Regions from separate parts of the Mus musculus genome. Here region 2 is linked to region 1. A link is a contact called in public HiChIP or PLAC-seq data. All regions are on one chromosome and are shown on one strand. Each heading gives the region's core, a stretch centred on a gene start, on an enhancer-like site or on the middle of the called end of the contact. The rest is flanking DNA. Distances are from core to core; before and after follow the strand shown.

Region 1 (5,373 bases), core at 2,786-5,285:
ACAAACACAGAGGAAGAAAGTTTCCATCTATGGCCCCAAAGGAGGACACATTTATTTACGAACACCATTCCCTAAGGGTAAATATTTCTCTCCCTGTTTAAAACTTCAAACCACCTACAACCAACCATATTAAGATGTTCAAATTTGCTTAAGCACTTAACCATGGGACTTACACATTAAGAAAAAAATCAAAAACAAAAAACAGCTGTTGCAAGCCAAACACTTCCAAATTACCCGAGAGATGTGAATTTCTGTCTATTAGAAACTAGACAGGCCACAAACTCTCACGGAGTATGACATATATTATCGTTTCAGACAATACAGTCTAACTATTCCTCTTATGCCACCTAATCAGACCTACACTGACTTAACAATCACTTTTAAAAAGCTAAAAGTAGAAAAGTAAAAGCAAAATGATGACTGATTTAGGTTAGGGGGAAATGTAAAATTTGGTATGCTGAAACATACATTTTAATTGGTAGTAAATCTAAGACAAATTGATGTTCTGTTCTGAAACAACTAAGTCTGCATATTCAACACTAAGGCTTCAAAATAATGAAACAGGAATAAAGTCAAACCCAATATGCCCTCAATGAAGGGAAAGTATTGGCTCTACACAAATCACAAATAGTAAGCATTATTTATCCTTAAAATCTATAAAATTCAACGTGGTTTGCCCTCACTTTCATAACCAGTCAGAAACAAGAAATGCATATTATACCTGTCTGAAATATTTCATCAAGTCTTTCTGCCACCTTCTGTGGGAGGCCTGCCTCTATCAGTGTCTTGTAGTGTTCTGTGTGAGTTACACTGGAAGTATCCATTGGTTCTTCCTCTTCTTTTAACTGTACCGCATTACCATTCACCTGATTAGCCATTTTATTATGCTGCTGGAAAAAATTCAGGAGCTATATTACATTAAGCCAGAAATAACTAGATTGTAGGACAATTCATGATTTACCTCAACTAATTTGTACACATGCTGCTAATAACTATCCAGAATATTTTATGCCTTTTGTGAGCATCTGACCTATATTTCCAGTAATAATCTTGTCAAACTATAGAAAATGTACATGGAAGTATCGGATCCTTAAGCAACTTCATGTACTCTGGGGTAGAAGAACTTGAGTTTACGGCAGGTACAATTGCTGAGTAACAGAAGCAGCCGTTGTGTTCTGGGGAGCAGATCAACAAACCACCAGGAAATCCTAAAGGCCCCTCAGCTTACAGAGTTCTAAAATTTGATTTAAAACAGAATGAACACCCACACATCACTTAATCAAGGTTTAAGAACTTTCCATTTTCCCTAGCTCTGCTTCAGAAACAACATAGGTATGAAATAAATCCATGTTGTATCTCGGTCAATGAGCTGGTGGCTTGGGTTCTCTCCACCTCACTTAAAAACACAACTTTCACATTAATTTTGTTCTAAGATGAATTTGCTATTCCCATTCACAGATTTAAAAGAAAAAATGACCAACTTTAAAAGCTAAGCCATTGTTTACAGTCTAAATAAAAATAATTGAGCTCTAGTTGAGGTTGCTTCTTGTTTTTAAAAACAAAACAAAACAAAAAACCCAGGAGTATGAGTGGAATTTTTCTTGTCAGTGAAAGAAAGTTGCAAAAAATACTGAATAAACAACTTGCAAAAAAAACTTCACAAACACTATCTAACTGGCCTAAACTTTGTCAGGTTTCTCAGATTAACCTACCAAAATCATTTTGTATGTTCAGCCTGTATATAATGCTGAAATGGACCAATTCCCTGAAGAGAGAGTAAATCACAAAAGCATACAAGGCCAGTCTACACTACCTCAAAGTCAGGGCATTAAGTGTGTGCGTGACATTCCATGTGATGAAGAGAATGGGTGGCTCAAGAGATGTCACAGCACAGAGGTAAAGGCAAGATGAAGCTGGGTCTCACGAAAAAGCCTACTGTCCCTGAAGACACAAGATAGAAACCACAAGTCACCCTCAAGCACTATAGCTTAAGATAGCCAATCCATTCCTGATCAGTCATCAAACACTGTGCAAATGCTGTTTCCTGACACAAAACAACTCTTCATTTGAACATCCACTGATGTCTAGTTGAAGTTAATGAGAGGAGAAAGAGGAAGGCAATAGTAGAAGCAGAGTGTGAAGGGTGTTACTCTGAGAATGACCTGACAGCTGCATGACTTCTCATCACAAAGCTCTCACTAGTCCTCTAATGTCTACAGAGACGCGACTGTACTTAACGATGTATCTCAAGGCAAGCCTCAAATTCTGATGAACTAGCAAAAAATAGAAACATCCAAAACTGGCACAAGAAACCACTATACTAGCACGTAAAATGTAAGATGAACCTTTTTACTGATTAAAACAACCTAGTTCTATAAAGAAGCATTCTAAAATCCAAAATCTTTCTGTGGACATACATTTGTGCTTTCCCATTCCTCCCCCACAAACACTATACGAAGATCACAACTCAAAAGTTCTGTAACAAGACCTTCATAGCACTGCACCTATGAATACTATGTTACAGGAGAGGAAATTAACTGAGAAGTTCGATGAACATCTGTTAAGGTGGAGTGTTTTTGAAAAGTATGCGTGAAGCAAAATGACAAGTTATGTATTAAGCACAAGACATTTATGACTACCATTGATATCAAAACTTTTAAAATGTTCAGATTTTGTCAACTTTAACCTAAAAAAAAAAAAAAGGTAAAATAGACTCTAGGAAATAAATCCTTCGGATCAAGAGGGGGGATTCAACAACAATGCCACACAGCCAAACCATATTTCTGGATGCAGCAAATATTCTAACGTGACTGGAACCCTTTGACACAAACATTTTTGCAAAAAAAAGAAAATTACAAAATAAAGTCATTTAAATAAGATTTATAAGGACCGCTGGGAGACTCGGGAAGTCAGTACTAGCTTCTCCCTGACTTGTGGCGAACATCTCTAAGCAAAATGTTGAGAGACGGGCTTTTAAAAGAACCAAGGAAAGCTAACGGTTATCTCACAGCTCGGGAGTATCAAGCCTTTAATCACTACGACTGACTCCTGACACATTCTGCTTTTAAAGGGCAAGGGGGGGAAAAATCCCAAACAGGTAACGAGAAAGGACTGAACCTTTCAAGAACCCCTGGGCTTTCGTCTTAAAATTCTGGCCACATGGCTACTACCGTGTAAGAAAAAGAAGCGCTTTTCCAAACTGGAGCGCCTATGACATTCTCAGAATTACCTAGCTCAGGCGCCGCTCGAAACCAAGTGTCACGGCCTCTTAGTAGTCATTTTTTCCTTCAAATCCCGGCTCGAAGCATGCAGGTTGGGGATCGGGCGGGAGGCACCCCCCATACCTCGGCCCCTCGGCTCCGACTCCCGTAAAAGTTTGCTCCCGGCTCAGGTAACCCTGGGACTTGCACCCCGCCCTCGGCTCACCCCACCCCCTCGGGCGCGACCCGGTTATCAACACATCCCACAGGCCGCCGGGCGAGAGGCGGGCCAGGCCTGACCGCAGGCCTCGGGGGCAAGCACCGGGGTCAGGGGGAAACGCCTGAAACCCTTCGCCCGGACCGGGGCCGCGGACAGCGGCGGGCGGAGGCGGGAAAAAGCACCGCGAGACCGGCAGGCCGCACGGAGGACAGCGGACCGAGGGACCGGGGCACCGGAGGGGCTGAGAAGGATGAGCGACAGAGAGAGGAGGCGCCGCGGCGGGACTCAGGCCCGCGGCTGCGCGGCGGGCCGGAGCAGAAGCCGCCCCCGGCCCATCCCCACCCCCACCCTGGGGCCTCGGAGCAAAGACCCAAACTGCAGGCCAGGGCGCCGAGCCTGGACCCGGCCGAGTCCGGTCAGACCGGGACTCCCGGCCCCTCCCCCCCACGGGCCAGCGCGAGACTCACCAGGGCAGAGCTGGGGGCTGGCGGCCTGGCCCGTGAGAAGCAGCGCGAGGCGCTTTGAAAACGACAAGAAATGGCGCGCGCGCCACCCCCTCCCCCCCTCGCATGGACCGAGACGCGATCCCGGCAGCACGCGGGGTTTCCCGGAACTGCTTCCAGGGACTCCGTGCGGCCGACCAATCGGCCCACGAGACCGTATGACGGGCAGCTTGACGGGCCAATAAGAGAGAGGGGAAAGCGGCCCTCACGTCGGGGACTCCGAGGACCAATCGGTGTGGCCGTCGGGCTGAGCCAATGAGGGGTCTCAGCGCCACTGGCTGCGGCGCCTCCGGGGCGGGGGCATGCACACAAAGGGGTCTGTTGGTGGGAGCCCCTGGTAGTGGCGAGGCTGCGGGGCAGCGGGCCTTGCGTGGCCGAAGCTCCTCCCTCTTCTTCTACCACCGTTAAGAGGTTGAAAAATCTAGGCCTCCCGCCGCGTGGCCACCTCCGGAGCCCCGCCCCCTCGGGTCCCGGCGGCCACGCTCCGCAATGGCGCTGCTACCCCGCGCCGGAGTCCCTTATCTCCAATCCTCCCTCCCGCCGTTCTGAGCGTTAGGTCCCGAGCACACCCCATTCGCCACACGCTGGGCTCCATCAATAGATCATCTTGGCTCTAGTCAAAACACAACTTCAGGGTGACTTGACTCGTGTCGCTGGAGATTTCTCTGTAGAAAAGCATCCCTTAGAATGACTGGAGAAACTGCCTGTTTCCCTCCTTGGCTCTTCTCCTCACAGAATAACGTGGATCTGACTCAAGAGTGACGCTAACAGAAAGCAGGGACCCTTCGGAGTTTGGAGACTAGAGTAGGTAGGGTCACTGGATCAACGACTGAAAGCCAGGCAAGCGGGCAAAGGGTTCATTTCCAAGAAACTAATACCTGTTATTCATAAACCTCTCACCTGTCACTCCTGTCCCAACACTACCTCAGTGAAGAAGGTCAAGGGATCTGCTTCCAAACATATCTGGAGATCATGTTTCTCAAATCCTATAAACCAAAGTTTATTGTTAGTCTACCCATGCGTTTTTGAACGGACATGTGCAAAAGTGCACTTGATACGAACTTGATGGCCAATGTAGTAGTGCTGGGAGGTGGGGCCGGTAGTGGGAGGTGTTTCGGGCACTAGGACTCCACCCTCAAAGCATTAAAGCCGACTGATAGGCCTCCAGGCTGTGAGTTTGATGCCTGACTCTAGATCTTCTCTGCATCTTTTGCGCTTCCAGCGTAGGGAGACGGCCCTTATCCCCGCGTGCTCTCAATGTTGGACTTCCCTGCTTCCAGAACTGTAAATTGTAAAGCCTGTCCTAGGGGCTGGAGAGACGGCTCAAATGCAAGTTTAAAATCCTGACTGTGGCCCGGCAGTGGTGGCGCATGCCTTTAATCCCAGCACTCGGGAGGCAGTCAGGCGGATTTCTGAGTTCCAGGCCAGCCTGGTCTACAGAGTGAGTTCC
Region 2 (5,874 bases), core at 521-3,020, 260 kb before region 1:
GACTGTGGAGTTCATAAAGGATCCGTCAGTCCTTGGGGTGGATAATTTCAGATAGGTTTTTACCTTTAGCACTCTGTCTGCTTTAAGGGTTATAATTGTGTGTTTTATGCATATATCTGGGTGTGACTATGTGCACATGTGAGTGTAGGCTCCCAGAAGAGGGCATCACATCTCTTGAGCTGGATTGAGTTGGTTGTGAGTCACTCGGGGCTGCTGGGAATTGAGCTCAGATCCTCTACGAGAGCATCCAGTACTCTTAACCAGTGAGTTCTCTCTCCAGCTCTAAAGTTAGCGCTTTAATTTGGGGTGGTCATAAACTTTGTAGGAGGTGATATTTCAGTTATTAAATTATATCCCTTGTTTGCTAGATAGGGAAAGGGAATTATGTTCGGTAGAGCAGGTCTTTCAGGAGCAGCTAAAGCTAGGAGAAGTAGTTCATCATTCCCAGATCTGGAAGTAGAAACTGAGGTGGAGAGGGTGAGAGCAGGTCACTTCAGGGAGCTGTTAGAAAAGTGGTTTGTATACATCCTTTTTTTTTTTTTCTTCCATATTTTGCCTTCCAGTGACTGATTTTTTTATTTAAAAAAATGAAAGAAACTTTCTTAGTAACCTAAACATTTAAGCATTTTATAAAATCTTTAAAATACTATATGTAGTTAATTTAAAATGGCTTTTTATGAAGTTTTAATTTTTTAAATAATATTTAAATAGAGCATGGGGACATGAAAATGGTTTTCCTGATAGGCTGTTGCTTTTGTATGTACTCTGTACTGTGTGTTAAGAGTAAAGGAAGGAAGGCTTAGCAGGTCATTGTGATCCTTCCCACGTTATAGCTCGTAAAGTTTTGCTCTGCAGTTTTTGTAGTGTATCTCAAGTTTACAGGGTGTTTTGATATTTTCAGTAATTTTAAGTTACCACTGTAACTCAGTAAGGTTTTTCTATCCCCGAAACCTTAATCAGTAGACATAAGCCTGGACCTGTTTAGGACTAAAATCTATTGTTACCAGTTTGTGTTCCTGGGCATCAGGTTCCTTGGCAGAGGACATTTGTCAGAGAAGTTATTGATCTAAAGATACAGTTACAACAACCAGTGACTGTCTCTGTGGCCCAGACTGCTTGGCCTTCTGGGAGATCATCAGTCTAACACTGGCTGGGGCAGCTTGATGTAATTCTCATCCTCACTGCAAAGGACTGTGGTAACCAAAGGATGAGCATCAGTTCACGGTGGCAGAGAGTCGTCTAGTGTTGGAATTTATAAGCATATAGTTTTTGAGTGGGCCTTGTGAGTCCTGTGCACTGAGAACAGCTGAGTGTCAGGTATGGTAGAGTAGAGTAGCGGCTCTGCTGTGCTTAGTTATGGTTAAAACAGCCTAGATGACTCGGACCGTTTCATCTCTAACAAACAGGATCGAGTAGGTGGACGAGTTGCTACATTTCGAAAAGGAAACTATGTAGCTGATCTTGGCGCCATGGTTGTAACAGGTCTTGGTAAGTAGTTTAATTTGATACTGCATTACACAATCTAAAATGAGAAAGCGCTTACATTTAAACCAATAGTTACTCTTATAATATACTAACTGGGGACTCATAGACAGTAAGTCATAGTGACTTACCACAGACAGAGAGTGAATCATAGGGACACACCATAGACAGACAGGAGTCATAGACACACACCACAGACAGACAGACAGACAGACAGACAGACAGTCATAGGAACATACCACAGACAGTGAGTGAGTCATAGGGACACACCACAGACAGACAGTGAGTGAGTCATAGGGACACACCACAGACAGATAGTGAGTGAGTCATAGGGACACACTACAGACAGACAGACAGTCATAGGGACACAGCACAGACAGAGTCATAATGAGAGTTTACTTAATTTCCTTATAGTTGTGGTTCTAGGCCATAGGAGCAGTGATCTGTTAGGCTTCTTGCTAATAGTCTCTGGGAGTTCAGATCACATGGCAAGAAACCGTATGTGAGTGCCTTTATGTTTCACCCTCCTAAGGCTAATAAGAGTCAGTCAATCAAGTTCACCTATCATATCATCTCCAAAGCGTTTACCTTTTGAATAGGAGGATTAAGTGGGAATTCTCAGAGTGGGAATTAAACTCCAGCCTGAGTTTGTTGTTTTGGTTCTGAGTGTGTTTTGTTTTAATGAGACAGGGTTTCTCTCAGTAGCTCTGGAAGTCCTGGAACTCAATCCAGGCTGACCTGGAGCTCACAGAGATCCAATTGCTTCTGTGTCCCCACCCCCCAAGTGCTAGGATTGAAGGCGTGTGCCACTACAACCTGGTCCAACCTGTGTTTTGAGGGGGCAAAGTATATTCAAATCACAGCAGGTCCTTATTCTATTAGTGGAAGGCACCTTGCCAATTATCCTTTCTGAAGGCGGAAAAATGGGAATTGTACAAGGCTTTTGACACTAGGGCGTCTTTTTATAGTTTAAAGAATTTATCCTGAGCAAACAGACCAGTGAATGATGCTGTGTTTGGATCATTTCCAACACAACATTGTTTCTAATGGCACAGCATTAGAAACCACATTAGAAGATTAAATTATTATATGGTGAGACATGAATATCCACTAAGAATTATAGCTTCATAGCATAACATGTTTGCAATGTATTGCTAAATTATAACTATCACAGAATGGGTTATAACCCTTTTATGTGAAGCCTGTAACTGTACACAGAAAGCTCTGTATTAAAACATTAACTTAAAGGATTATGAGCAATATAAACCCCCCGCGCCCCCCCCCCATTTTTTTCTGAACAGGGTTTCTCTGTGTAGCCCTGGCTGTCCTAGAACTCGCTCTGTAGACTAGGTTGGCCTCAAATGCAGAGATTCACCTGCCTCTGCCTCCCAAGTGCTGAGATTAAAAGCGCCTGGCTTATTTAATTTTTTTACCTTGGTCTACGTTTTCCCCATGAGCTTTAGAATAGAAGATATAATTAACATCCTGCATTGTCAGCTGCTTACTCAGTTTTTTGGCAGTGCTGCTGGGGATCCAGCTCAGTGCCTTGAAAATGGGAGACCAGCTCTAGTACTGAGTTCTATGCCTGCCCTTGCTTATTCTGCAGGGTGTCTCATTGCATAGCTGGCTGGCCTTGGACACCACTCTGCCTTCCTGTCTCTCACCTTGAAAGGGCTGCAGTACCGGCATAGGCCACCAAGGCTGAATTTAGCAAGTTTTTGTTTTGAGTAAAGAAAATTTGACTTTGAGGTTTTCCTTTTCAAGGGTAGGCTGACTTTGTTTGAGTTTTTTCCTAGGAGGGAATCCCATGGCTGTCGTCAGCAAACAAGTAAATATGGAACTGGCCAAGATCAAGCAAAAATGCCCACTTTATGAAGCCAATGGACAAGCTGTAAGTTGATGACAAACAGCTTTTCAAAATTTCTTTGGTTCGGTTGGAAATCATTTTAGGGAACTGTATGACTGAGCATGCTATGAGTATACAGACCGAGAAGAGAGATGAGCATGGTGTGACTATACAGACTTAGAAACAATTGCTGTTTTTCTAGCTGTTTTCTTAACTCTGAGTTATTTAGGAAGAGATGATGGTATATGTGCAAATTTACATGTCTGCCTAGGCATTTTGTCTGTAGGAATTGACTGAAGGCTGGCCACACAGCTAATTGGCCCTAGCCAATTTTTTTCAATAGACCTATGGAATTGAACCTGAGTCTTCCTATTTCTGTGCTGTCCCTCCATCATGTGCTTTAGCTCTGTGTGCTCTGTCACTTCCCTTTGTGTATAGATAGAGGCTTCTGACAGGAGGGCTAGCAAACAGCCGGGGACACTTATCCAGAGGTAGAGTAAGTTAGTGCTTATGGTTAGAGGCCTAGGAGCTTCTTGTCCTTGGTGTGAGATTAGCAGCAACATGGTGATTGGTTTGAGATGTGAGAGCTCGGGCCTTGGTCAGACATGCCTAGGCTGCCCCTGGCAATCCTGATTTTGCAGGTATGAGTAAAATTCAGAAGTTTGTGTTTAGCAGAAATTTGACCAGCTCCCCTGTCAGGATGAGAAACACTGTCTGAGAATGTAAACATATGGCTAACTTTGTATTTTGAGAAAGAAAGTTTGCTATGTATTGTATATGTATAGCTTAGTTATTGTTACCAGAGTGATAAGATTCCCTGCTCTTAAGTTTTACAGGATGATGATCTCAGGGGACATCTGTCTCTGGGCTTTGTGGGCTTCAGATCAGAAAGAGGCTGATGTTAAGGAAACGCCTTGGGTTATGTCTACCAGATGTGCAGATTTCTTTCCAGGGCTTATTTGTGAGAGACATCTAACAAAATAAGAATGGAATGAGAGAGAAGGGATATAATTGATGCTAACTTATTAGTAACTTATAAAAAGTTACTAATAATTTACTGACAAAAGTCAGTAAAAAAAAATAAAGTTGAAGACAGGTTCCCTGCTGCAATCTATTGTTACTTATATGGGAGTAGCACCCCTCCAGTTTTTATTATGGAATTTTTTTAAAAACTACAGAAGTAGGAAGAGTATTATAATGTACTCCCATTTTCCCAGTTTGTTTAATTTTTCCTGTTTCTTCTTCAGGGAAAGAGAGTCTAAAAAATAACTGCTACCCAGAAGTGTTGCAGTTGCTAATTAATGTCTACTCAAACCAACCTGGTTTGCGACTCAGGTCCTAGTTCCCCGCCCCAGTGTTCTGGGTTCCGGAGTGAAAGAACATGCACAAAGCCTGTCAGCAAGATCAAGCTGAGGCAGATTTGCCAAGGGTTAGAGACATTGCTACAGAAGAGACAGGGCATGAGGGTGTGTGGAAGTGGCTGGCGGGACAGGGTCACAGAGGGAGGGAACACATTTGTGAGTTGCAGTTTAGGACTTCAGCCGTGGTTGCACACTGGGGCTGAGGAAGGTGAGTAGGTGGAGAGAGCTCTGTGGGACAGGGTGAGGTCATCCTGGTGAGGCAAGAAGACAAGCTGCAGTGGAGCCCTGCTGTGGGGTGCTGGGAGCAGGGTTTGGCCCAGGAGAAGTGACTTCGACAAGGCAGGAAAGAGCCTGGCTGTGTGAGGGGAACGAGCAGCAAGTAAAGATCTAGGCAGAGAAGTGTGTTCAGTGCTTATACACTCCGTCTGGGACTGCTGGCTCCTGAGCCCTCCAGCGGCTGAGCATCAGGCCTCTGTACTAACTGAGCACAGCTTAGCTAAGCTCATAAAATAAGCTTTTAGCTTTGTGTTTGTTGGGTGGGGAATGGGATCCAGCCCCTCACGCTTCTCTAGGCGATTGCTCTATCGGTGATTCTAAGTGCTGGATTGTTTTGTTTTTGTTTGTGTGGGGGTTTTTTGGGGGGTGGTTGTTGTTATTGATTTTATTTCTGTGTAGCACATTTTTAAAAAACATGTTTTAACAATATACCCACTAGCACGTTCCCCCGAAGCATAGTCACCAATCTCTCCTGTTACAGTGTGGGATATGATAAACAGCTGGTATAAGAACCGCTTCTGCTGACCATACTATAGAAACTTGTCTATTATGTCCTGGCTTAAGCTCCCTATCTGAGGACTAGGCCTTTGGAGAAACATTCAGTAGTTTGAACAAGGGATATGGTTTTTCTTTCCTTTTCTCCCTTTTAGAGTTAATTATTTTATGTATTTGGGTGTTTTCCGTACATGATCTCTGTGCATAATGCGTGCCTGCTGCCCATGGAAGACAGAAGAGGGTTTTGGAGCCCCAGGTACTGGAATTACAGTTGGTTGTGAAATACCACGTGGGTGTTGGGTATTGAACCTGGGTCCTCTGCAAAAGCAACAGGTGCTCTTTACTGCTGAGCCATCTTTCCTGCCGATGTTGTGTTTTTTTTTCCCTAAGTCTATTTGTATTTGGTGCTATAGC

The links. HiChIP or PLAC-seq counts read pairs in DNA pulled down with a chosen protein or histone mark.
Region 2: a contact with region 1 is called in an H3K4me3 HiChIP or PLAC-seq map of bone marrow-derived macrophages, with 2.4 times the contacts expected there. The contact joins the enhancer-like site here to the promoter of Hnrnpr in region 1. A contact is called at or near these places in 14 of 39 promoter capture datasets (3T3-L1-derived adipocytes, the C10 cell line, the HPC-7 cell line and 9 more), 1 of 484 Hi-C or Micro-C datasets (DN3 thymocytes), 13 of 115 datasets of contacts at active chromatin or transcription factors (CD8 T cells, the NIH/3T3 cell line, the SCID.adh cell line and 7 more) and 3 of 9 other capture datasets (adipose tissue, liver and pancreatic islet).

The regions. Positions count from the first base shown.
Region 1 is chr4:136,309,604-136,314,976 of GRCm38.p6, reverse strand. Hnrnpr (heterogeneous nuclear ribonucleoprotein R) reads right to left here and starts at 4,035. Exons shown (of 11, transcript NM_001277121.1): 1 at 3,888-4,035; 2 at 722-887. The coding sequence starts at 878.
Region 2 is chr4:136,566,072-136,571,945 of GRCm38.p6, reverse strand. It overlaps Kdm1a (lysine (K)-specific demethylase 1A), which reads left to right. Exons shown (of 20, transcript NM_001347221.1): 8 at 1,407-1,488; 9 at 3,279-3,373. Among named protein-coding and RNA genes, the nearest start is that of Kdm1a, 34 kb to the left of the region's middle. Within about 2 kb of position 1,770, at least 72 of the 459 cell types and tissues checked have an H3K27ac peak or open chromatin away from gene starts, as enhancers often do. A contact at or near this core is called in DN3 thymocytes and bone marrow-derived macrophages, where this site is marked.